Regions from separate parts of the Arachis hypogaea genome. Here region 2 is linked to region 1. The links are chromatin contacts, called in public Hi-C maps. All regions are on one chromosome and are shown on one strand. The core of a region is the stretch at or near the end of the contact, and the rest is flanking DNA. Distances in the headings are between cores, read along the strand shown. Region 1 has its middle 37 kb from the start of LOC112713857. Region 2 has its middle 8.5 kb from the start of LOC112711149.

What was found. Hi-C and Micro-C count contacts between places; a contact is called where the count stands out from the background.
Region 2: a Hi-C map of an unstated tissue shows a contact between it and region 1, with 8 times the contacts expected there. The contact joins two enhancer-like sites. A contact is called at or near these places in 2 of 8 Hi-C or Micro-C datasets (leaf and an unstated tissue).

The regions. Positions count from the first base shown.
Region 1 is chr9:85,446,545-85,450,153 of arahy.Tifrunner.gnm2.J5K5, forward strand. No RefSeq gene overlaps it. Among protein-coding and RNA genes, the nearest start is that of LOC112713857, 37 kb to the right of the region's middle. Within about 2 kb of position 2,322, at least 3 of the 3 cell types and tissues checked have open chromatin away from gene starts, as enhancers often do.
Region 2 is chr9:85,661,670-85,664,939 of arahy.Tifrunner.gnm2.J5K5, forward strand. No RefSeq gene overlaps it. Among protein-coding and RNA genes, the nearest start is that of LOC112711149, 8.5 kb to the left of the region's middle. Within about 2 kb of position 1,937, at least 3 of the 3 cell types and tissues checked have open chromatin away from gene starts, as enhancers often do.

The DNA of each region.
Region 1 (3,609 bases), core at 1,072-3,571:
GTTTGGCTTTGGTGGGTTCTTGATTCTTAGGAATAGAATATATGCTCTTGGACTTAAGGCTAGGCTCCACAATTGGTTTCGGATCAGCACAGGGTTTAGGATTAGCAACTAGAGGGGACAAGTTATGATAAGCATGGGTAGAAGTGTTTAGAATGACCTTGGCTTCCTTACCAACATCTCCTACTTGATCATCAACATATACCACAACCTCTTTTCCTTCTAGAATCTCAGATGTTGACACTTCATGCTCAATGAACACATCAACTAAACAATTATTTTTCTTAGCAAAGAAACACATCTCCCTTAACTCTCCATCATTATTTAACCTCCTGAGTCCAACCTCTAGACTCCTATCCGGAACAAGCCACCAAGATTCCTTCATCTTGTCATACCCAAGCTCTTTATAGTAATTCCTAATATAAAAAACATAAATGTATCTTCATCAATATCACCCAAACAATTTTTCTTATTAGGAGAATAAACCATCCTTCCTTCTTCATTTTTTTTCAAAGCTACCCCCGTGATGGAACATAATGTCAATTAGATTTTTTATCTGCATCAGAAATAAAAATTCTACACATTAACTCAATGACCATGGTCACAACCCAAAAATCAACAGATTGCATTTCATGGATGGTAAAAAAAACTTTCCCCTATTTCATTAGGCAAAAATAGAGCATATTTAAAACCCATATCCTAACATAACAATATATGAAACCCTAAGCCTTTATCAACGATGAAAACACCCCACCACAAACAAACAGAAATCCGACTAAACCCTTGAAAACCAAGTTATGATTGTCGAAAAAAAAATAAGGGCACTGTATACTCACCTCAATAACAACAACAATAGTGCTTCCTCAATAACAGCACTGTGAACTCCACGACGACACTAGCAGTCTCGCAAAACTGTCGAACTCTCAAACCTTAAACCACCGTACTAAGCCTTCACCATTATCAGAGGAAGAGGGAGTCTAAGTGTTTTGGTGTTGGAGAAAGGAAGGAAAAGACTGTGAGTGATCAAAATCCATAGGGCTCTAACGTTTTATTTTTTCATTCATGTAAAACAGTGATGGTTTACTCTCCTTAGGCGCCAAAACTCTAAACGACACTGTATGGAACATCCACCGTGGCAGCCACTTGCCAGATCAGCACTCCGATTTGCTGACTCAGTCTAGAAATAGGCTTAAGGACTTTTATGGAGTCTGGAGTTCAATCTCGAGGACCAAAATGGTGCAATTGAAAACTCAGGAGTGAAATTAGTGCAGGGGCCAATCTGAGAGACCATTTTAGGAATTTAGTCCTCTAACAGTTCGTCCTTGGCTAATTATAATCCCTACCACATAATCTTCGTAAAATGCCAAATTATACTATTATTATGTATGATAATTCTGTGTAATATATATACAAGAGTAAACTATCAAAATTTTCTAATTTTTTAATAAACTAACAAAAATATCTCTCAATAAAAATATCCAACGTTAAATATACATTCTCGAAAAAAAATTAGAGAATGAATTTTGATACAGTTTTTCGCAAACTTGATTAGAAAAATAAAATATTTTTATCTTTAAAATTTGGTAATTTTATGTTAAGTAGTTTTTTTGCGATTTATTTTTATTAATGGCCAAAACAAAATGAAAAAAATTATAAAGATAAAATTTTTATCTGATTTTTTTATGTACTCTCTAAATAATTACCTAAATATTTCTAAAGAATTTTAAATCAAATTCATAAATAATTGTCAAATATAAAGTCATTTACTACTTAAAAAACATAATATTCATTTTGAATATTTTTAATAAGTTTTATAATATTTTGAGAATATTTTTATCTTTATAAAAATAGAAGGTATTTTTGTCAGTATTTTCAAAAAATCAGAAACAGCTTTGATAGTTTATCCTATATAAAAATTAATTAGGTTTTATTATTATTATTATTATTATTATTATTATTATTATTATAAATTAAATATCTGTGATTTGAAGGGAAAAGAAAAAGTGGATCTAGCTTAACACGGATATGAGGGGTAATTTGGTTGGGCCTGCGTTTTTTAGTCAATGGGTGTGAAATTTCTTGGTGACAACTAACGTACCTGTGGCCCAATGAAACTTTGCCAAGACCAATAATGCCTTTAACCGTTTGCTTTGGCGTGAACTTGAGGAAGAAACTTCAGACCAAAAAGAAAATGATTTGGCGCAAACCAGTATAGGAAAAAGATCAAAAGGGTAAACTAAGTTTGCCAAACTAGTTACTCACTACTAGTTAGGCATTGACCATGGGCTTTTTCTTTCTTCCATCGTTTTAGAAAACCGCATTTTACATACTCACCACAAACACACACAAATACATAATTAAGACATAGATGTTAGGTAACTTAATACTACACTATTGATGAATATTTGTTTTTATCAAAATAGTTGTCTATAAAATCTACCGTTGGATTAAAATTTATATAAATTGTATATCAATTCAAAATCGTTTGATATATTTTTTTATAGATTAAATTTGATGATGATATAAAATTTTAAAACACATATTTTTAGATCATATCTATAAAATTTTATGTCAATCTAAAATCATTTGATATACTTGTTAGCTACATTTATTATCTTTTAAACATTTTGAATTTAAATTTATAATTAGAAAGAAAAAATAATCCCAATTTTCCAAATCAAATAAGTTAAATGACCAGAGTTTGAAAAACCCTAGATAAAGCAAAACAAACCGGGTCAAGGACAAGAAGTGTATATAGAGTTAGCAAAGCCCAATTTGGTAATTTTATACCGCGTGTGCTGCGATTCATGCACGTGGATGTGAGATTGAATAATTTGGTCTACCACCTAGGTAAAATGATGATGATACACGTGCATATATTGGTTCATGAATGGGGGGCAAAAGAGGAAAAACATACAAAAGCAAGAAACACAAAGAAAATGGGTAGATACATAGATAAATAGATAGATGGATAATCATCTATCTCATTTGCCATGTTTCTTTGTTCTTCTTTTCCATTTTGGGGACCATTTTCTTAAAGAAATGTCTACTCAAAGTGGAACACAACTCCTTGAATTCTGATGAATGTGAGGCTTTCATTAATTCATTCACAACCATGATTTCTCAACATGGCCAATGCATACTCCATCACCATTAGTACCCCAATATATATAAACCATAATAATTAAATTAGCAAAAGTAAAGTCAATTTTTTCTTTTGTTTAATTAATATATGGAAAAGTATAGGGAGCCAATGGCTTAAGCGCACAATCCGTACAATGGAGGTTTAAAAAGTATTAGAGATATAATCATTAGTGTTACATTATTCTATCAGGTTACGCTTTTGGGATAGGTGGTTTCATGATATGATATTAGAGTTCTAGATCCAAAAAGTTAGGGGTTCGATCCTTGGTAAACTCCAAAATCAGCTTAAATTTTTGGGATGAGTGGTTTTATGACATGAGATGTTTATTTATCCTTGTATCGGATGGTTATTCTGGATAGTATGGATGATGTTCATTCTATTCATGGATAAAAGATTTAGCCCATTATAGATATTGTACACTTAGGTCATTGGCTCCCTATCACTACTCTATATATATATATATATAT
Region 2 (3,270 bases), core at 687-3,186, 210 kb after region 1:
ACATTTTCTTACCCCAAATACAAAACTTAGCAACAATTTGGTTTTAAAATTGAAACGCAGCAAGATCTTATATCATGTGATAGGTACAAAAGAATGATGGATTATTTTGTCTTTCAGAGAAAGAAAAGATCCTTACTCGATAATCAAATTGGACCCTCTTGATAGACACTTCATATCTATGTTGCTTTAAAATCTTCCTTGAAGAAAAATACTAGCAAGGATTCACATCATTAAGATCTTTTCTGCTAAGGTAGGGTACGTACGTGTGTTGAACTTCCCATGTATGTATATAATTTCTCGTGTTTTATGAATTTGAAACTCCGAATTCTTAAATTCTGTATGCAATTAATTACTATTATTAAACAACAAAAATTCCTTAAGCCAATAACCTTAATTTGTTTTACAACTTGGCTATATATATCTGGAAAAGTATATATAGTAGTTGGCTTCTATAATAATACAGTTATGACTTATGAGTATATGATTATTAATTACTCCTTTAATTTGTGAAACTATATTTATAAATAATAATTTAAAACTAAAAATGAGATTTATTACTTTAATGTTTAGTCAACATTCAATTAAAATTTTATCTTATTTTTAATTATTTTATCAAAATAATTATATAAATGCCAAAATTTTATTATTTTTTTTATCAAAATAATACTGTCTCTTTAAAGTGAGAATTGTTTTATTTTATTTATCAATTTTAATATAAATTTTAATTATAAATTAATTTACTTCCTAAAAATATTAAAAATGATATTCTAAAAACATTCTATTAAAATTGTTCTAATATACGCAGGCTCTCAAAAATGGATGATTTATTTCATTGTTTGGTCAACAAGAATTAATGATTGAATGGTAGACAAAAAACTTCTAGTAAGTACTAGTACCAAGCAATGAATCTTATTACCTGTAACTAAGAAGCCACCATTCAATAATTAATAATTAAGTTTTGATTATTATCATAAAATTCATGGTGGTGAGATCAAGTGCTATATTACTTCAGTTGTCCTTTTCACAAAAGCCTGAAAAAAACTTATTCATCACTATGATATCAATCAATCATGCATGTGATCGATTCTTTCTTCACTAAAAAGTTACAAATTAATTATGGAAGAAGAACTGAAGAAGATGATGGTTCATAATCAAATTCACAATTCTACATGCAATAATGCATCTAATGAAAGGAGAAGAAGAAATTAAAAGAAGTGATGCATGTAATAATCAAATAATGCTGCCAGATAACCTGAATCTTTTCCTCCAGAATCTTGTGACAAACAAATTTGATACATACTCATCATCATGTGGCAAAATTTAAGTGGCTTAGAGGAAATGATCATATTGGTGTTCATTAGTTTTAAAGAGTTGATTCTATCATAACTTGTCACTTAATTAATTCTGGAAATTACTTTTACTAACAGATTTTCAAACTGATAAGTAATTTATCAGTAATCAAGCAATATGGTTTCCCAACTTATACTCTTGAGCTGATTTAGTGAGATACAAATTCATTAGAGAGAGAAAAATAATCTCAAAATATCAGTGAGACAAAAAATGTCCACATTTGTAAAATTTTAAATCTTTAATAGATATTTTTATTATTTTGATATTTTAGTCTAAATCTCTTAGGTAAATTCTTTTTTTTTTTTTTGGACGTGAGGTAAATTCTTAGTGAAGACTAAAAGAAGTTTCCTAGCAACAGATTCGTTTATTTTTCTTGGTCCTGCAAAAGAAGATCTTTTTCGGCTCAACAAAAAGAGGATTGTTTTTGGACGTGGTATAAAAAGAAGATTTTTTTTTTGGTCAAAATAAAAAGAAGATTTGAGTTGTTAGATTATTGAAAACTTTGGGCTAACTGCTGGGACCACAGTGGTTAGCATAGAATATATTGGGCCAATTTTAGTTCATATTAAATATGTAGCATTGGCCCATAGTTGTCTACTGTTCTTTTGTTTAGGCCTCTAGCCCATACATTAAGTCATCCATTGGAGACTGGAGACCGCAACCATCACTAAGAAAAAGATAATAATAATAATAATAATAATAATAATAATAATAATAATAATAATAATAATGTAAAAATCCTCTCTCTCCATGCTCTTTGCTAGAGCTTAAGAGTGTAGTGCACTATCCATAAATATCGTTGAAACCATCGCCTTGTGCTACCCAGTGTTGGCATTGTCCTGCCTTTTCACCGTTACATTAACAAACCAATATGTCAAACACAAACATAGACCCAAACATTGATTAAAGAGAGGAAGAAAATGAACCCATCATAATATACAATAACAAAGATATAGAAGAGGGAATACAAGGATATAAGAGTAAACTTGTGGAGAAATTCCTCACGGACAAACCTATCAACACAGCCTGGATCCAGTTAGTTATGGAGAGCATTTGGAGAAACCCCAAAAAGTTGAGGGTGATAGAGTTGAAACAGGAAATATACCCGTTCTTCTTTGATAAGGAGTCAGATATGGAAAAAGTACTCAAAGGAAGTCCCTGGCTATTCCGAAACTCATGGCTGCTAGTGAAGAGATGGAAGAGAGAAGAAAGTGCAAATATGGGGCCTACAAGAACATTGCAAGATGGCTCAACTTGAGAAGAAGATCGCAAAAACACTAGAAGAAGTGTATGAAAATCCTAGAGATCTAATGAGATTCCTGAAAGCCAAAGTAACTATAAACATCAACAAACCTCTTCTAAGCGGTGCAAACATTGGGTGGAATGAGCATATGCCAAACTTCTGCTACTACTGTGGTGTAATCGGCCACGAAGAAGCCAATTGTAACAAAGCCGTAAAGGATGAACTACAAGGGACAAACAAATCCAAGGAGTTAAGTGATAAACTACAATTTTATGATTTATTTTAGATTAAATTGAGTGGATTTTATCAACTTTTGTCACATTTATTTATATAAATTGCATGTTTTTAAGATTTCTTCCTATTATGTGTTATGATTCAAAACATGCTTCTTAAGCCTTAAAAATGCTAATTTTTAATCTTCTTTTATTACCATTCGGTGCCGTAATGCGTTTGTTAAGTGATTTCAGGATTTATAGGGCAGGAATGACTTAGAGGATGGAAAGGAAGCATGCAAAATTGGAAGAAACACAATAAATAGAAGAATTGAGAAGCTGGTATCGACGCGAACGCGTGACTGACACATACGCGTGACCAAGTGCAGGAGTCGGCTGACGCGTACGCGTGACAAGCGGCACCAACACGTGCCTCACTAAAGGGAACACACTGGGGGCGATTTC